2 separate regions of the Mus musculus genome follow, and region 2 is linked to region 1. A link is a contact called in public HiChIP or PLAC-seq data. All regions are on one chromosome and are shown on one strand. Each heading gives the region's core, a stretch centred on a gene start, on an enhancer-like site or on the middle of the called end of the contact. The rest is flanking DNA. Distances are from core to core; before and after follow the strand shown.

Region 1 (5,430 bases), core at 2,247-4,746:
ACTTAGTGGTAAAGTCTTCTCTTGAGTGGCTAGAAAAGCATCAGGGCCCTACAATCTTAGCCCTCTGTGAGGCCCTGTGTTTGCAGGCTCCACAGAAGTGGGGCTTCCCCTCAGCTGAAGCTAAATGAAGAAACTGGCTGAGTAAGGGCAGCAGAATTAGGCTCTCAAGTGGACAGAATTAGAACTGACTTAGAGGTTATTCTTGCGTTGTTCTTTACACTCTAGCTATTAAAGAGCCCAGACAGTATATATTCTCTGCATAGAACACCCTTAGAAACAACCTTACCCTGCCGAACAGAAGCTGTCCTCCCTCCTTTCTTTGGCAGGTAGTACTGATGATGCCCAAGGCGCTGCCACACAGCGCATGCTGGTTAGAGAACTTCACCAGCGTACACCATGCATATTTTAATTTAGGTGATCAATACTTTTCTCTTCTCCAAAGGGCATTCCTGGGCACTTATAGCATACACATTAGCAAGTAACACATCCAGACCACATAAACCTGCTTACGCACAGAGCTGCAATAAAATTAAGGGTTCTGACACGCAATCTCAGCAGAGGTCCTTTGAGATGATTAACATTGCTTTCAACACAAAAGATGCCCAAGCAAAGTGAGAGCCTCTGAGTGCGACTCTTGAATGCCTGGCCCCTTCAGACAGGGGCAGCAGGAGCTTCATATAGAACTTGCCTCAAAGAGCAGAGTAACATGAGAAGAAACAAAGTACCACACGTAGAAGCTAAAGTACAGAGGGAATTCCCAATAACTACAAAGGGTGTCAGAGCAACCCTTGGGATAGCAAACACTCTAATCTGGGTGTGAGCATGAGAACAGAGCTGCCTCCTTTCTCTCCTAACTTACACCAAACCTCCTGGCTTCATCCCTACACTCACAGAGGGTATTCCAGCGAGGGGCTATTTGGTCAGTGGAAGAGAGAAAAGAGAGTCCTTGAGAAAGGGTGGCACATCAAACACCTCCAGCTTTTTGCAGCTTCAAACTGTTTAGTGGAGCAAGGCCAGACACCATTGCCTCCCTTTCCGATGTCTGAGGGCAGGGCTACTTAAAGTTACAAGAACCACTGAAGTTGGTTTCATTTTTGCATCTGGTAACACTCCAGCAGAAGAGAACCTTACCAACTTTCCTCCCAATTGGACAGAAGCAAAAACCAAGGAGGGCCTTGGGGGAAATGCCACCTTCCTTGCTGGGGCTGGAAGGGAAAGACACAGGAAAAGTCCATGTGTAGGCTTCTCTAGGCCTGGCATCCAGGGCAGAGATCATGCTTTCCCTCTGGGCTTGGCCGGGGCTCCTGGCTCTCAGTGTCATCCCCAGAAGCACTCACCAGGAGACTCTGAAGCACACAAAGCCACATTATCGGGAGACTTGCAGACAGATTATAAATTTACTGGGGACAATCAAGGCATTGAGTCCCTTTTGGCTGCAGATGCTGGTAACACGCACATGAACACAAACCTCACTCCACCCCTGCTTTTCTCCCCAGCATCTCTCTTCCAGAAGACAAACTTCCCCTTAGCTGGGAATTCCAGGGAGAAGTGAGGATGGAGCAGGTGGGAAAGAGAGGAAGATAGGCCTAGAAACTCCAGTATAAACTGAATAGTTTCATTCGGGGATAAAGCCCAGGCCAGTGTAATTATGGATAGGTAGTTTTCATCTGGACCTGGGGGTTCGGATTCACAGCTCTAGGTAGCCCAAGAAAAACGTTTACCCTCTGGGGAAGAAGAGCGGCGGTCTCAGTCCCCAGAGCTTTCTGGGAGCCATGGGAATCACCGCAGATGAAAGACATGGGAAAGAGCAGCCAGGAAGAAGTCGTGGGCTGGCTGGAACAGGCCTTCTCCTCCTTCAGGAACTTCTTAGTGCCATGCTTCCTTGGGGCTTTCTGAATGTTTGGGGGCTCCCATGGCCATTCTCTGTCTGTGCCTTTCATTAGGCTTGGCTTAGGCAGACAGCAGTTGTCCCATGAACAGTCAGAGAACTTCGGGAGCTTAGCAGGAGAAGCATGTGGGCTTGACTTCCCACTTCTATGGAAAGGCTAATGGCTTAGCGGTTTGGAAGAAGCCGGAACACCACAGCAGTGGGTCACCTGACCAAGATGATGACTCAAAGCTCTGTGGGGTCTGTATGTGTGCGTGGGGGTGTTGCCTGAGCCTCTGAGAAAACACTTCCAGTCAGAAACTTACTCAGGCTTTAGGGTTTGGTGTGCTGTTACCAGGAGGGATTGAAGACGACATGGTGCCTCCTAGAACCGCAGTAACCAGCCCCCAGTGCTTCCGTGAGTGCTCAATTTGAGGATCCAAAATAAAGACTGAATTGGGGCCTGGGATGGGGGGGCCTGTGAGGACCCTGGTAGTCCTCTTCCCAAGCACTCCTGTAGTAGTCTGTGAGGTATTTCCCCATATGTTTGTTTAAAACTCTGGGGACACTGTTAAGTAATAGTCAATCACAGACACCCCTTAACTCCAGAGGAAGGTCACAAGAAGGGGAAGGAGGATGGGGCAAGATGAACAAGGTCAACTGAGCTAAGTTCCTGTCAAGTAAAGAATGTCTTGTTGGGCCTAATCAGAGTCAATATGCTAAAGCAGAGGGTTCTCAAGGGTTTTTCAGCTGTAAGGTCTTCTTTCACAAACTGTGGACTCTGAGCCTCTGGAGAACCCAGGCTCTTACCTCTTCACCCTTTGGGTGTAGTCCAGTGACAATGAGCACGGGTAGCTTTAAGAATGAGAGCTTACAACGACACACACATACCCAGCAACTTTTGAGGGACTGGTATCTTGGCTTCTTCATGGCCATCCATTCCATTCGAGGCCAAGACAGCCACCACTTTCGCAAAAGGCCACATGACTACAGCCAGAATCATAGGAGAAAAACAGGTGCCTTACCGCAAGCAGGGCTGAGTTCCGCTGGTCCCCCGGGGTCGAAGCTGGCGGCTGCTCTCGGTTTATCCCACCGTTATCATTACTGGTCAGCCGGTGCTGCTGATGGTGATGGTGATAGTCTGGTGGAGGTGGTGGGGCCGTGGCTGCCGCTTGGGAGGCCACAGGAGGGGCAGTAGGGGGCGGTGGAGGAGCTGTGGTAGTGGCAGTCGCGACTGTAGCCTTAGCATGTTTGCTAGCCTTCCTTGCCCCCTGACCATGCTGCACCAGGCTGAGAAGCTGCATGGTGCTCTCCCTCTCTCGGTCTGAGCTCTCAGCCCTACCACGTTCATAGCGTCCTTCACAGCTCAGGTGGTGCTGTCGGCAGACAGCAATGCGAGCCCGCAGGCGTTCCACAATAGCACTGTGCACTCTCGGGGTGACTGAGCCCCCTCCAAGGAGCCCCGCCCCAGAAGCCCCTCCCAACCCTCCTGCGGGGGCCTGCGGGGGCGCTGTGTCCCCCATCTTGTTGGACACAATGATTACTGCCTCTGGGATGGTGAGGTGCAAGAGGCTGGTGCTGGCTATTGCAGGCAAAGCTGGTTTCAGTGTTCAGGGCACATGAATAGAGGTCTCCAGAGGGTGGGGAGACAGTGAAGAGGGTGTGGGGGAGGGGAGCGAGTAACAAGAGGGAGGGGAGAAAGATTAGAAACCAATTGGAGAGAGGAAGTTGGAAACAAACCCTGATCAACTTACTCTAATTGCATTTGACAGCTCAGGAGAAGTTGGACGGAGTTGGTAGATTTTTTTTTCTCCCCCACCAGGCTGACAAGAGCCTCTAGGTACTTTGTAAACACAAAGTCTAGGGGACAGTTCAAGAATTCAGGGATTGTCAAGGAAGAGGCAGAAGCACGTAGCAAAAGGAATCAATAGAGTCATTACTAGAGATCCGGGCTCCCCCTCACCTAGCTGCTTCGGGAAATTATTTATAGGGGTATTTCTGCAGAGAAACACATTTCTCCTGGGGGCTGTGGAACCGGCAGCCTTCACTTTTCCTCAGGTTAAAAAACAAACAACAGGACTGTTTCCCAAGGCTCCCGAAGTCATGTTCAAACTGTGCGAAATCAGAGAAGACTATGTTGGTTTCTCCGTCCCTTCCTCTCCCTCCGGTGTTGGTGTTTTCTCCTCGGGGTGGGGGGACAGAAGGATGTAGTCCTCTCCCCAAAGAAGACAGCTTTTCAGTCTTAACAACGTCAGTAATTGGACTTCAGAACCATGCTCTTTTCTTCAAGCTAATCCAATCACCGGCAAAAGTCCCGATTCCCTCTTAGGTTTCTTAGTCTTAAATGAAAGCAGTCTGAAGTGGCTGGCTACTGAGCTCCTTCAACACATTTCCCCCTTTCCCACTTACGTTTTTATTCCTCTCCCCCTCCCCACTTCTATTCTAATACAGTATCAAGACAGACAAAGTCTTCTGAGAGTAATTTACAAACGATGGTCAAACTTACAAACTTCCAGCAAATTGCACCGAGTCATGTCCAGCCACTTTTCTGTCCAGTTTTGTATATTCCATGCCCGGCCAGTGGCTCAGAGGGTCTGGACTCCCAAAGGCAATGTGGCTCTATCTCTTGTAATGCTTCGCTTTATAGATGGGGCGGGTGGGGGGGGGGGAGAGAAGAAAAAAGTCGCTTGTATTTTCCTTTCTCTTTCAGGTCTGTTCCGAGCGCTTTCCTGACACCGACTCCCGCTCCTCGGACTCACGGCGAAACACAGGCTTTCATTGTGCTGCGATACGAGAGGGAGAGAAAGAGAGAGAGAGGGAGAGAGAGAGTGAGACAGAGAGAGAGAGGGAGCCAGCAGGCTGCAGATGGGGGAGGAGGGCGGGAGCTCGGGCTCCCTGGTGGAAGGCTGGTGCCGCTGCTCCAGTGAGTAATCGCAGCCAGGCGCCGGGGAACGGAGTGCAGAGGCCTCCCAGTGGCTGAAGAGGCATCTCTCTACCGCCAACTCTAGGCTCAGCCTCTGCCTGGGTGCTGCGATGGGGGGGAAGACTGGGGAAATTCCCCAGTCTCCTCCTAAGGGTTTGAGCATCTCTCAATGCTGAAGAAACTCCCAGACAGGCACTGTATTTTCCCCTTCCAGGCCCGCAGTCAGCCCTCCTGAGGACATGATTTTCGGTTTTCAATAAGCTGTAACGACACCACTGAGCACCCCCAACAAGAGCTGGGTGAGCACGGAGGAAAAGCTCATTAGCACAGTGAGGAAGTTGGTGAGTGAGTGCTGTGAGGTGCAGAGAGGGAAGCCCACCACTGTCTCCTACGGGGACCCATTGGTGGAAGTCAGTGAGTTTGGGCAACAGGCTTGAGCTGATGAGCAAATAAATCATCACGGATAAATAAACGTTTTATGAGGCTGATATTGTCCTTATCTTGAGAAAGGAAAAAAATCGTTTTCCTTTGAAAATTCACCAAATACAAGGTGTATTGTCAGTAGCTGTCTGCTTGGCAAATATAATATGCCACATGATTTCAAGAACATTCATAACAACAAAAAAAAAAAGGTTTTGAT
Region 2 (5,020 bases), core at 983-3,482, 1.1 Mb before region 1:
TGAGGGTAGCTGGGGCAGACTGCAGAGAAAAGCTAGCCAAGGGAAGAGAACTTCCTGATGTAGAGGCTCAAGGTCCAGTGCAATGTGTCGTGTTTGTAGGGTTGCAAGAAACTCAATAGCTCTTAGGGCATGGGGCAAGGTGGGAGTGGTCAGAGAGGAGAGCTGAGCGGGGTGGCTTCAGTGGTCCTATGATCAGCATGGGGCTGGCTTTATTCAAAGGCACAGGAAGAGTGATTGGAGAGTGAGGTAGAGGGACAGTCTTCCCATCTGCAACATAGAGTAGGAGGGAAGATGGAATAAAATCCACATTTGACAGATAAGGGCAAGCCCTAAGAGCTCATTCAGTGTGGTGGTAGGGTGCAATATCTGGGTATGGGGACAAGGGAAGCTCATCTTTGCAAATAACTTGGGCTAGAAACTGAAGCCACAGAAGTGTATGCTAATGTCATTGTCTTTGACATCAGCCACTGCCTCTTTCTCAGGCCTGAGTCAGAAGCTCTGGACTATGAGGGCTGCCTGCCTGTGAGCAGAGTCTGTGGAAAGGGAGAGCCTCAGGGTGACCAGGCAGACAGCAGGGACAGACTGGGAAGCATTCTTGAACATTCTTGATGCTTCTAAGACAGCCTTCCCCTGGAATGAGCGATCAGCAAATATCTGAATTAGCTCTAAGCCTTCCCACCCTGTAATTGTTTTTCCTCTGGAATCTTGAGATAAGGAAATTTTTAATTTTTTAAAATAAAATTCAAAATATTTATAATTTTATCCTTGGAAAGTAAACATGTGAGCAATCAAAAGCAAAATCAAAAACAGTGTCTTTTGCTATGAGCACAAGGAAGTCAAGTCGACAGTATTATCAACATTAGATGTTTATATCTGGCAGCAGCCCACAGGAGGCTTGGATAAAACTGAAGCCTACTGTGGGTCTGAGGCAGTGGGGCAGAGATATGTACACAGCTAGAGTCCTGGGTGTTAGAGCTGTCCACATTGACTCTCACTGACCTGACGCTCACCAAGGAAGCCAAGCTGATCTTCAAGCCCCAAGAACTTAGCTGTTTCTGTGCCCCCAACATGAGATCACAAGTCTGTGCCACCTTGCCCTGCTTTTCTTTTTAAACTCAGGTTCTGTGCATCAAACGCAAACAGATCCTCTTGCTTATATCTGGACCCCCGCTGCCAAGTTTGCGTGGCAGTCACTGTGACCATGAAGCCATCTCCCCAACCTGGTTATGGTAGAAAGATCCAAGCTTTCAGTGATGTTTTATTTATTTATTTTGTTTGTTTGTTTGTTTGTTGAAACGGTCTTGATTTGTAGTCCAGGCTGGTCTTAACCTCTGTCCCGGAATTACGAGCCTAAGTCGCCCTTCTCAGTTCCCTAACCTAATGTATACTGTTGCTCCAGACCTCAGTTTTATTTTTAAACTAAATTAATTACTTCAGTTTGAGTCAGGGTCCAAGAAGCCCATTCTGCCTTTGAACTCCTGGTCCCTGTGCACACCACCACAGCTAGTTATTTACTGGGAGTGGGAACCGGGGCTGGGCTTCTTAATCCTAGTCAATCACTCTGCTCACATCCCAGCCAGATTCCTCTGCTCTTTATTCCACCAGCCTGTCTCAAGTCCCTCCCACATTCTTTTCCCCTCTGGGAAAGTCCAGCTTGGGGCTGCCTTCCTCAGGGTGTCAGTTCAGATATCATCTTTTCAGGCCAACTTCCTTCACTGTATCCTAAAACCCTGTAGGAGTCACGCAGTGGATTAACACTGGGTTTTCAGTGATTCCGTAAACAGCATGTTTTGTTTGTTTGTTTGTTTGTTTGCTTGTTTTTTAATTAATACTAGGCTCACCAAACAGAGATCCTGCTCTTGTCGGTTATCACTCTACTAATTCAAGGTGGGGGTGTGCAGAGGCATGTGAGCAGTGGGATGAATACAGGGTGTTGGCTGTCTTGTTCCCTTCTGAGTTTCGGTTTGATATCTAATGCTCATACCAAGTAAACCACGGCCGGGCTGTGCTGTCTGCCTAAGAACTTCCTTTATCAGTATTTATTTATTTATTTATTTATTTATTTATTTATTTATTTATTTATTTATTTATTTATTTAGCAGGGTCTTACGGATCCCCCTGCCTCTACCAAAAACCCGGCTTTAACAGGGTTTCTTAACTGGGGTCTGATGCGGAAGGGTAGGCACCGTCTCCTCTGTGGACATCTCCCCATCCCGGAGGAACCTGGTGCACGCAAGGTCCGACTTCTCAGCGCCAGCCCTGGGGACAGCCCCTTGGGCTAAGCCAGTCCAGCGCGGAGGGGGAGCTCTGGCACACAGCAGCGCCGCGGCAGGTGTCCGGTCTCCAGGGGTGGGTGCAGCCGCAGAAAGCCGCGGCTGAGCACTGCAGCCATCTTCGGGGTGGAGGCGGAGAAGGGGCGCGGCCTTGGCCCAGAGCCGCCCCGCCAGAGAGGCTCACCGCGGACTTCCCTGCTCTAGCGGCGCCCGGCCGCGCAGAGGCCGCCATGGGCTGTGCGCGCTGGCTGGCGCTGGGCGGCCTCCTGGCCCTGGCAGGGCTGTTGCAGGCCCGGCTGCTGCTCCCGCAGCAAGCGGGCTTCGGCGAATGCGACCGTTTCTTCTACAAGGGGACCCCACCCGCCGGGCTGGCGACCGAAGCGCACGTGAGGATCTGTCAACGCTTCGCGGGCTCCGAGCGCTTCGCCACTCTGTACAGTCCTGGCCACCGCATCCCCGTGTTCTCCGCGTTTCGCGCTGCGCGCCCGGCGTCCCGCAGTGCCGAGCAGCGCGGGCTGCTGGAGCCGCAGGTAAGCAGGACTCGGGAGAACCGGGATCTGAAGTTCAGATCTACCCCCCAGCGTCTCCCCATCCCCAAACTGCAGCCTGCCTTGCCTGGGTGGGAGTCTCCACTTAAGCCGCAGGGGCGGGAGGTTCCCCGAGGAGATGGCCCTCCCTCCTCTTGGGCTCAGACGTCTGCAGTGTCTGGTTGGTTTCCTGGGTAGTAGAGAACATGAACTGGGAGACAGCCCTTGGTGGCCAAGACCGGGCAGATCCGCGGGAAGCACAAGCTTCCCAGGCCCGCCCACATCCCCTCAGCAACATTTGGGCGGTGGGCAAGTTCACCCCACTTTACAGGAAGCAGCTCCAGACAAGGAGGGGTGAAGGAGCTTGCAGAAGACCACCCAGCTGGTGAGATGAGTGAGCTGGTCTTGAGGCTAGAAAATCACTGCCCTTTCTGCTAGGGGAAAGCTTCTGACAGTGCAAGGACTTTGGGAAGCTCAGTGGGGGTAGTACCCACGCAGAAAGGACAAACCAGTTTTTCCTGAATCTTCGTATCTGTAGATTATCAGACCATTGCAATCAAGTGACCTTTCACAGTGTTGGGTCTGTCTGGCGGCAGGGATCAAACACCGAGAAAGCCTTCCATGGGCCATACAGAAACTGCTGACTGGCTCTCCTCTGCCAGGTCTCCGCAGTAAGACACCCTGTCCTGCCTCTCTGACTTCTCCCCAGCCTTCCAGCCCTGTGTGTCCCAGAGCCCTTGGTTCCTGCCGGCCACCAATACAAAGCTTCTGGCTTTCAGGTGTCTCCACCTGAAAGTATGGATTGTACCTTGGTCATATTTCCAGCTACCATTGGCCAGGCAGGTTTCAGGCAGTCTGCACCAATATTACCTTCTCACATCCTCCTGTGTCCAGCGTCCTGCTGTAAGGATCTCTGAGCTCAGGCCAGTAGAAAGAGTTCTTAGCTTGTGCATATAGGGAAGATATGTGCCGATCTAAACTTACTTTCCCTCAGTATACCCCTAGAAGTTCTTTATGTACCCCTGGTCTGGGAAGAAAGCAGCAACCCAGTCCATTCTCATTAAGTTCATTAGTGGCTAGAGTGGACAAACATAACAGGGTGAAGTCCTGCGAATGCTGAATATACCCAGTGACCAACTGCTGCCTCCCTGTGTGCATTCAAATCCTGCTTCCTCGAGACTAGCAGTTGACCCTGTTGACTGGTGTGGACTCCAAGTTCTCCAGTGACCCATAATACTAGCTGCTGCTGTGATGCTCAGAAGACACATAATTTCACCAAGGTAAACAGAGTCCTGGTAGATTTAATCTGTTGGTAACGTGATAGGGGAAAGCTTAGGGTCTGGTTGGCATTTGTGCTGAGTGTGGAAGGATTAGCAGGGTTCAGGAGAGAGGAAGAAGGAATTTCAGAGTGGTATTGTATGAGATGGGTGTGGCAGATTCTTGGATCATTGCTTGGGAATGAGTGGAGCAGGTAAACTAATACTGGATTATGCGCCCCGGAACCGAGGGACTCAAAGAGCAATCATGGGAGGGAGGAGCAGGTGAAGGAGTCACCAAAGGAGACTTAGGCAGAGCCTTGGACCTGTTATTAAGAGAGTCACAAGGAACAGTGTTTGACAGGGAGGCTGTGGGCACCCTGGGTGGAGTAAGGGGATGGGGGAGGAGAGCTAAAGGGAATAGTTTCTAAGGGCAGCTGGAGCTGTGAGATGTCCTGACTTCCGAACAGTCCTGGAGGCCTGCGCTGTGGCTCAGAGGGAAGAGTGTTTGCCCAGCATGCACTTAGCCATATTTGTTTAACCCCCAATACTGCATAAAAGGTGGTCACCCATATAGTTCCAGCACTCAGCTCAGATTGTGAAGGTCATCCTCAGGCTGCATCGTGAGTTCTAGGCCAGCCTGGGCTACATGAGACTGTCTTAAAACAGACAAGTTGAGCAAGCCATGCCCTTCGAAAGTTGCCAAGGCTGAGAACTGAGGCTGCTTTTCTCTGCATCATGGTGGGCTCCACAGTAACCTACCTTGAAGTCAACAAGGGGATCCAAAGAACACTGAAGGGAAGGGGAGGGCAGTGGAGGGAGGGGAAAGGAGGGAGGAGACAGAAATGCAGGTGGTCTCTGGAGCTGTTTCTACTTCTGTTTCAACACCAGCCTCTGAGCCAGTGCCTAACTGTAAGTCCTGCTCAGGGATCTGTGTGCTTCTAGATGCTTCCAAGTAGTTTCT

Evidence for each region. HiChIP or PLAC-seq counts read pairs in DNA pulled down with a chosen protein or histone mark.
Region 2: an H3K27ac HiChIP or PLAC-seq map of stem cell-derived neural progenitor cells shows a contact between it and region 1, with 4 times the contacts expected there. The contact joins the promoter of Endod1 here to the promoter of Maml2 in region 1. A contact is called at or near these places in 2 of 115 datasets of contacts at active chromatin or transcription factors (large pre-B cells and stem cell-derived neural progenitor cells).

Annotation. Positions count from the first base shown.
Region 1 is chr9:13,296,024-13,301,453 of GRCm38.p6, reverse strand. Maml2 (mastermind like transcriptional coactivator 2) reads right to left here and starts at 3,496. Exons shown (of 5, transcript NM_001013813.3): 1 at 2,893-3,496. The coding sequence starts at 3,390.
Region 2 is chr9:14,378,454-14,383,473 of GRCm38.p6, reverse strand. Endod1 (endonuclease domain containing 1) reads left to right here and starts at 2,232. Exons shown (of 2, transcript NM_028013.3): 1 at 2,232-2,803. The coding sequence starts at 2,504.